2 separate regions of the Sus scrofa genome follow, and region 1 is linked to region 2. A link is a contact called in public HiChIP or PLAC-seq data. All regions are on one chromosome and are shown on one strand. The core of a region is the stretch at or near the end of the contact, and the rest is flanking DNA. Distances in the headings are between cores, read along the strand shown.

Region 1 (4,214 bases), core at 46-2,545, 65 kb after region 2:
ATCAAACATTAACTTCAAGTCGCCCGTGCTCTGGGCTCCTGGCACGGGGCGCTTTGGGATCCGCGGGTAGGGCCGCCAGCCCTGATTTCCCCCCAACCTCCCTCCAGCTTCCCCCTCCCGCCAGTACAGGCCTCTAGCGGGTCCCTCTTCCCCCGCCCGCGGGTCCCGTGGGCGCAGCGGCTGCCCGACACCTGTTCAGCCCCCGCCTCCCCGGGCCCCACCCTGCGGCCAAGGAAAGGGAGAGTTGCAAACAGAACAGCTCCTGGAGCCTCAAACCGTGGGGTTGGGGTTTACGAGGCCCCTTCACTTTTCTTTGCCAGATCCACTCCCAGGGTGTGGGACAGACGCGGCTCAGCACCTCTCATCAGCTCAAATTTCTTTGCCCCTTCTCAGGTCACCCAGGATTTTGTTCCCCCTGGTCTCCCGTCCCGAAGTCACCACCGCTCCCCAGGCTTTGCACACGCCGAGTCCCTGGGTCTTTTTCCAGGTCCCCGTCTCTTCGCTCTTTACCGGGCGCTGCACAAGCTGCCCAGGGGCCCCAACCCTGCACGTCCCGGCGGACGTGCTCAAGCCCGGTCTTCGGGGCCCGCACGATCCTGCCCCGGCCCACGCACACGCCCACCCCGAGGTGCCAGCAATCCCCACGGGGCGCTGAGCCCTGCCTCAGCCGCACCTCCCTCGGGTCCCCGAGTCCCGCACGCGCCTCCCGGGCGCCCAGCCAGCACGCGCCCCCGGGAGTCCCGGGTGAGCACGCGCCGCGCCTCCCGGGGGCGGGGGCTGTGGCCCGAACTTTGCCGCCTCACCGTGTTCTTCCTGGCCACCATCTTCTCCAGCTTCCTGGCGATCCTTAGAAGCTCCTCTTCCTGGCCCATGGTGGCCCGCGACGCCCGGCGGGGCGAGGGGCGCAAGGGCGGCAGCCTGGCTTCGGGGGCCTGAGGCGCAACGGCTGAGGGCGCGCAACCCGCGCGGGCCGCTAACACACCCGACACGCACGCCCGGCGGGGGCGGGGGCGGGGCTCTCCCCTACCCCCCTCGGCCGCCGGCCTCCGGACCGTGGGGGAGGGGTGGCGTGCACTAAATATAGACTTCAAGGACTCGCCCGGGCAATCGCCCCGGCCAGTCGGCCCTCCCGAGAGGGGGACGAGGCTGCGAGAGCCGGCCCTTCACCTCAAGCCCGTCCCGGGAGGTTTGGGAAGGAGGACTCTCTGGCGAGTGGGGCGGCCGTCGTTCCAGGACACAAGAGGCTGTGGCGGCCAGGAGGGCGCCAGAGGGTGCTCCGGGAGCCTTGAGAAGAGTTCTGGGCCCCAGAGTCTCTGCACCGTTGCAGCTCAAAGCAGGCGGACCTAGTTCGTGCCTGTGCCCACGTGGAGGCAATTCGGTACACACGAATCACATTATTTTTGCATCATCGCTAAAGCCAGTTGTGTCTGATCCTGGGCTCACTCTTTGGCGCGCACTGCATGTATCCAGCCCTGTTGCCGTCAGTTTGGTGAACAGCTAACAAGCTCTGCTGGTGTTGCAGGTCCCACCAGTGCACGGTGAGGCTTGGGAGATTCTTTTTTTTTTTTTTTTTGCCGTTTCTAGGGCCGCTCTTGCGGCATACGGAGGTTCCCAGGCTAGGGGTCTAATCGGAGCTGAAGCTTCCGGCCTGCACCAGAGCCACAGCAACGCCGCGTCCTCAACCCACTGAGCAAGGCCAGGGATCGAACCCGCAACCTCATAGTTCCTAGTCAGATTCGTTAACCACTGCGCCACAACGGAAACTCCGGGCTTGGGAGATTCTTAAGTGTACCAAACTTAGAAAAATACTGATCCAGGAGCATGGGTGCCCTTTATTTATTCAGGGTCAGGACACTGCCTCTCCAATGGGATTGGTTCTGGAAGGGAGGAAACAGGATTATGCCCTCAAAGCTGTACACACATCTGTGCTCCTGGGGAAGGACCTTCCAAGTGTCCTCAGCAGACACAGATCCCTTCCTAAACAAGTGAGTTTGACAGAAAATGATCTGTGTGTGTGTGTGTGTATGTGAGAGGTGCTTATGGACCTGAAGGGGAGGTTCATAAAGAGTGGTCCATAGTGTTTGGGATGGGGAGTTGTGGCTTGGGGTGTTCAGTGAAATCTCCAGACTTTCCTGAGAGAAACTTAGGGCGCCCCATCCCCTGTCACAGAGTAGATGCCTCTGGCTTCTGATGACAATGTGAAATTAAAATGGAGTGATCACAGTTCAGGCATCCAAAATGGAGTCGAGTGGCCGAGAGCATCTGGTCTCAGACACATCCCCGCATCACTGAAAACTTTCTTTGAACTGTACCAGATCCAAGGACACCACCAGAGTACTCAGAACGACACCTGCCAACTACAAAACCTGATGGTCTCAAGGTCTCCCATTGGAACTGTGCAACCATTTCAGACCCCAACCAATCTTTACTTAACAAGCACTCTTACTTCTGGCCAGCTGCAATTGTAATTCTTGATAAACAACTTGTGTAACTACCTGCAACCTTGAGGTTTTTGCAGCTGTTAAGTCTCCCCCATTTTGTAGTCCTGCAGAACACAACTCAAGCTCTTCTTGAGTCTGCCTCCCAGGCTGCAGTACTAACAAAACCCAAATAAACAGTTTTGTATTTTTTACTTTTTATTATTATTTATTTATTTATTTATTTATTTTGTCTTTTTGCCATTTCTTGGGCCGCTCCCGCGGCATATGGAGGTTCCCAGGCCAGGGGTCCAATCGGAGCCGTAGCCACCAGCCTATGCCAGAGCCACAGCAACTCGGGATCCGAGCCGCATCTGTGACCTACACCACAGCTCACGGCAATGCCGGATCTTTAACCCACTGAGCAAGGGCAGGGATCGAACCCGCAGCCTCATGGTTCCTAGTTGGATTCGTTAACCACTGCGCCACCACGGGAACTCCAGTTTTGTTTTTTTTAATCAGGTCTCCATTTCTAAAATTTTGGTAAACACTTCTAACTGCTGCTGTGTGACCTGGGACCAAGGTAGTTAGGGGGAGGTTTTTCATTCATTCAACAAATACATACTGAATGTCTGAGCAACAAACAAGACAGATCCAATCTCAGCAAGGGGGACTCAGTCTAAGGGTAAGAACAACCTTAAACATCATCAATCCTGTGCTATCCCAACTGGGGTGAGGGTCAGGAAGAAATGGAGGGTAACTTACAGACGTATTTGAGGAGACCTGCACCAGTTAGGGTGTCATGTTCTCTGAGGAAATGAAGTTTAAATTTTGGGCAGAAGTGCTGAGTGGGAGTTGTGGGGAGGAGGAGGAGAGTATTAACATAAGAAGAAACATTCATTCATTCATATATTTATTTAATTTTATTTATTTATTTATTTTTGGCCACACCCATGGCATATGGAAGTTCCCAGGCCAGGGATCAGACCTGTACCACTGCAGTGTCAATGCCAGGTCCTTAACTCACTGAGCCACCAGGGAACTCTCCTTCATGGATTTATTGAACACCTACTATGTCCAGGCACTTTTAGCTCTGGGCATCCTGGGAGGAACAGAGTCCTGGAGTTCTGAATGTGCAAAGCTTAGGGAAGGGAGGGTGCTTGGCATGTCAGGGTTGAAGGAACTGAAAAATTGGTGTGGCTACAGCAGAGAGGTGAGAGGAGTGCACAGAGGGGAGGGGCAGAAAGTTGGAGATGGGTGGGGCCTGACCATGCAGAGCACTGTAGGCCACTTGTAGGAGGTTAGACTAAACCCTCTTGGCCAATCTCCAAGCAAGCCCCTCTGGGTTGAGGGGACAGCTGTCTATACTTACTTAGGATTGCCTTTTTTTTTTGTCTTTTCTAGGGCATATGGGGGTTCCCAGGCTAGGGGTCGAATCGGAGCTGTAGCCGCCAGCCTATGCCAGAGCCACAGCAACGCGGGATCCAAGCTGTGTCTGTGACCTACACCACAGCTCACGATGATGCTAGATCCTTAACCCACTGAGCGAGGCCAGGGATCAAACCTGCAACCTCATGGTTCCTAGTCGGATTCACTAACCACTGCTTCACGACGGGAACTCCAGAATTGGCTTTTAAAAAGAGCAGATTTGATGAGTTCCTGTTGTGGTGCAGCGGAAACGTATCCTGACTGGTATCAGTGAGGATGCGGGTTTGATCTCTGGCCTTGCTCAGTGGGTTGGGGATCTGGAGTTGTCATGAGCTGTGGTGTAGGTTGCAGATGAGGCTCAGATCTGAC
Region 2 (4,399 bases), core at 13-2,512:
ATCGCCTTTCCAATTTAGTGCGCCTGTGACATTCCTGGAATTATGTATCTCAGACGCCGCTCGAAGCCTAAGTTTCATGGCCTCTAATAGTCATTTTTTCCTTCAAATCTCGACTCGCAGCATGCAGAATGGGGGAGGGGAAGGAGGCTTTCTACACATACCCGCCTTTCGGCCTCTGCTTCGCACAAAAGTTTTCTCCCGGCTCAGGTCACTCGGGGTTTGCATCCCGCCCTCTGCCCACCCACCCCCACTCATGCCTGTCCCAAGCATCAACACATCCCACTCATAGCTAGGCCGACTGAGACAGGAGCTTGGAGGCTCCGACGGGGAAAGGCGATGGTGCCGTGGACGCCTCAGGCCGCTGGTCCGGCCCGGCCCAACCCGGCCGCGAGGAGCGACAGGCGGAGGCGGGAAAAGCGCGACCGACCCGGCAGGCCGCGCGAAGGGCGCCCGGTGGGCCGGACCGAGGGCTAGGGGTTGGAGGGGCGGGGGGAGGATGAGCGAGGGTGAGGAGGCGCCTCAGCGGGGCTAGGCCCTCAGCGGTGCGGCGGGAGAGGCCAAAGCCGCCCCCAGCCCATCCCCACCCCCACCCCGGGGCCTCGGAGAAAACCAAACGGGACGCGGTGCGGAGCCCCGGCCAGGCCCACTAGGGTCGGATCGGGGCTCCCGGCCCCTCCCCCCGCGGGCCGGCGCGAGACTCACCAGGACAGATCTGGGGCCGGCGGCCGGGCCCGTGAGAATCAGCGCGAGGCGCTTTGAAAACGACTAGAAATGGCGCGCGCGCCACCCCCTCCCCCCCTCATGGACCGAGACGCGATCCCGGCAGCACGCGGGGTTTCCCGGAACTGCTTCCAGGGACTCGGAGCGGCCGGGCAATCACCTCGCGCGGCAGCCTAAGGGACAGCTCAGAGGACCAATAGTAGTGAGAAGAGGCTCACTACTCCGGACGCTCGGGAGCCAATCGATGAAGCCGTAGGCTGAGCCAATGAGGGAACTCAGCGCCGCCGGCTGGGGCGCCTCCGGGGCGGGGGTAGGAACACAAAGGGGTCTATCGTGAAGCCCCGGGTGGAGGCGAGGCTGCGGGGCACCGGGCCCAGGGTGGCCGAGGCCCCGCCCTCCTCGTCTGCTGCAGACGCGAAGCCGAAAAAGTAGGCCTCGCGCCGCGTGGCCGCCTCCGGAATCCCGCCCCCTGCCGTCCGCGCCGGCCCTGGCGGGCCGCGGCCTTCCCGCCGCTTCGCCGCTGCCGCAGCGCTGGTGATTCCCCCGCGTGCCGCCGCCGCGGCCGCCGCGGGCGTTCGCCCCAGACACGCCCACCGCCACGCGGTCCGGCCTTCCTCTAGGTCGTCTTTGGGACTTTAATTAGAGCACGATCTAAGGATTTGGCTCGCCCGTTTTTTTCCGAGAATCTTTTCGTGTAGAAAATCATCCCTTGGAACGCTCAGAAAACGGCTTCCTCGGCTGCCTTCCACACATCCTTGGGAGCAGATCAGAATGTGGGAGAAATCGCTAAAGTGGGCATTACTCAGAAGCAGTTAAGTACAAATGACAGAGCAGGGACCTTTCTTCGCGGGGTTTGACGCTAATTAATATTCAGAAAGCAGGACAGACGTATACATCACGAACCCCAAAGAGCCGTGCCAGGAAAAGAGCTAATTCCCAAAGGAGACTAATTTCCGTTATTCTGAAACATTTCTCACCCTCCACACCTACTGGTTTGTTCCTCGTCCTCGCCTTAATCCAAACCTCTAATCCCACATCCCTTCCTTCCCTACCTCAACTTCCAACACCCCACCCTTCCCCTCCGCGCCGGAGTGGAGGAAGTCAAGCAGTGTTCCGCAAGACTTCCATATACACTTCGAGGACCATTAGATTTTCCAGAAGCTATCAACCAAAAATTATTTACTCAAAACCTATGTGCCCAGTACTGAGCTAAACATCACGGTGGATCCAACTTTTGTGTTGAGGGGTGTGAGACTTATACAAATGATGGGATCCTTAAAAATATCTTAAATGATGAGTACAAATTTAGAAGTGTCTTGGAAGAGCATGGTAAAGGGACTTTGAAGCTTAAACTTTATTAGCTTCAGATAAATCTCCCTCTAACTCAAGGGTTCTTAATCTGTTTTGTGCCATTCAACAGTCTGGTATAAGCTATGGACCTCTTAGGGTTTGTTTATTTTTTGTCTTTTTTGCCTTTTCTAGGGCCACTTCCCGCGGCATATGGAGCTTCCCATGCTAGGGGTCCAATCAGAGTTGTAGCCGTCGGCCTACACCACAGCCACAGCAACGCCATATCTGAGCCACGTCTGCAGCCTACACCACAGCTCATGGTAACGCCAGATCCTTAACCCACTGAGTGAGGCCAGAGATTGAACCCGCAATCTCATGGTTCCTAGTCAGGTTTGTTAACCACTGCGCCACGACGGGAATTCCTCTTTTAGGTGTTTTAATGCCTAAAATATGTAGCATTATCAAAGACACTATGTTGAAATACAATTAGGAGATATGTGATATAGTAATCTTTATCAAGATCTTGCAGCAGGTCAAACAGCTACTGAAATTTTAAAGCAATGAGAAGATATTTCAAGAAATGCCATAACTATAATGTGATATGAAAATGTCTGTGATTCCTATTAGTGACAGTGAAAGACACAGCTAATTCTGTGGTTTGTTGTCCACATCCACAATGGGGAAGAATGCTTAATTTCAGTAGAAAGTGAAAATAAAGATGTTATTTTTTTTCCTTCCAAATTGAGGGACCAACAAATTCCATTCAGAGACTCCCTTAGGTCAGTTTAACATAGGATAAGAACCCCTCAGCTGGATACTGTAATTAAAGTGATTCTTTTTTTTTTTTTTTTTTCCTTTTCTTTTTTAGGGCCAAACCTGCAGCATATGGAAGTTCCTGGGCTAGGGGTCTAATTGCAGCTGCAGCTGCCATACTACGCCACAGCCAGAGCAACACCAGATCTGAGCCACATCTGCAACCTATGGCAAGTGGGGGAAACTTACGGCAACACTGGATCCTTAACCCACTGAGCAAGGCCAGGGATCAAACCCACATCCTCACAGACACTTTGTCAGTTTCCTAACCTGCTGAGCAGAGTTCCTGTTGTGGCTCAGTGGTAACGAACCCGACTACTATCCATGAGGACTCGGGTTTGATCCCTGGCCTCACTTGGTTGGTGAAGGATCCGGTGTTGCCATGAGCTGTGGTATAGGTCAAAGACACAGCTCAGATCCACCATTGCTGTGGCTATGCCATAGGCTGGCAGCTGCAGCTTGGAATTCAACCCCTAGCCTGGGAACTTCCATATACCGCACGTGTGGTCCTAAAAATCAAAATATAAATAAATAAATATAAAATGGAAAGAAAGGGGTTTTTTCCACCTTAGTGACACAATGTTTTAAACAATAATCACTGTCATTTATTAAGCTCCTATGTGCTGTTGCTGATCCTTGCATAAAACCTTAAAGGCTAGTAATTTTTTTATCCCATTTTATTGAGAAAACAAGGCTCAGAGAGGTTAAAACATTTGCTTAAAGCCACACAGGTGAAGTAAGACTGAAACACAAGTTTGAGCTACTACACCAAGCTCATTTTCTTTTTTTCTTTTTAGAGTCACACCTGCAGCATATGGAAGTTCCCAGACTAGGTAGGGGTCAAATCGGAGTTGCAACTGCCAGCTGCAATTTGGCATCCTAGCCCCATCTTCAAACTACATACACCACAGCTCATGACAACGCCAGATCGCCAACCCACTGAGCAAGTCCAGGGGTCAAGCCTGCATCCTCATGGATACTAGTTGGGTTCGTTACTGCTGAGCCACAACGGGAACTCCTCATTTTCAATTAGAGTCTTAGTGTTGGCATAGTCTCAATTTTGTAGAGGTAGATTTTTTCTTTTCTTTTTTCTTTTTCTTTTTTTTTTTTTTTGGCTGCCCCAAAGAATATAGCTTTCTGGGGCAAGGGATCATATCTGAGCTGCAGTTGCAACCTGTACCGAAGCTGTGGCAACACTGGATCCTTTAATCCACTGTGTGGGGCTGGGGATCAAACCTGCATTCTGGCACAGAAGAGAGGCCACCAATCCCATTGTGTCATAGCGGGATCATCATTGTCAATCTGATGAATAAGTTAGAAAATACTATTTAGAGCCCAAAGCAAACTATGATATAAGATAACAACACTTCCCTTATGTGGTGTGCAGACTGGCTTTGCAATGCAACTTGAACATGTTCTGAGAAATGACAATATCCAGGGAAAAATCTGTGGCCTCATAAGTTCTTGTCATTGAGGAGCAACAGTCTGTTGGGTGGCTTTGTTAGAAAAGAAAATGTCCCATAGACATTTTACCTATATGGACTTCATAATACTAGTTAACATTTGTTAAGCACTT

Evidence for each region. HiChIP or PLAC-seq counts read pairs in DNA pulled down with a chosen protein or histone mark.
Region 1: an H3K27ac HiChIP or PLAC-seq map of skeletal muscle shows a contact between it and region 2. The contact joins the promoter of TCEA3 here to the promoter of HNRNPR in region 2. A contact is called at or near these places in 3 of 47 Hi-C or Micro-C datasets (embryonic fibroblasts, retroperitoneal adipose tissue and skeletal muscle) and 1 of 2 datasets of contacts at active chromatin or transcription factors (skeletal muscle).

Annotation. Positions count from the first base shown.
Region 1 is chr6:81,303,607-81,307,820 of Sscrofa11.1, forward strand. It overlaps TCEA3 (transcription elongation factor A protein 3), which reads right to left and starts at 1,296. Exons shown (of 11, transcript XM_021095523.1): 1 at 804-1,296. The coding sequence starts at 872.
Region 2 is chr6:81,238,561-81,242,959 of Sscrofa11.1, forward strand. HNRNPR (heterogeneous nuclear ribonucleoprotein R) reads right to left here and starts at 1,263. Exons shown (of 11, transcript XM_021095513.1): 1 at 703-1,263.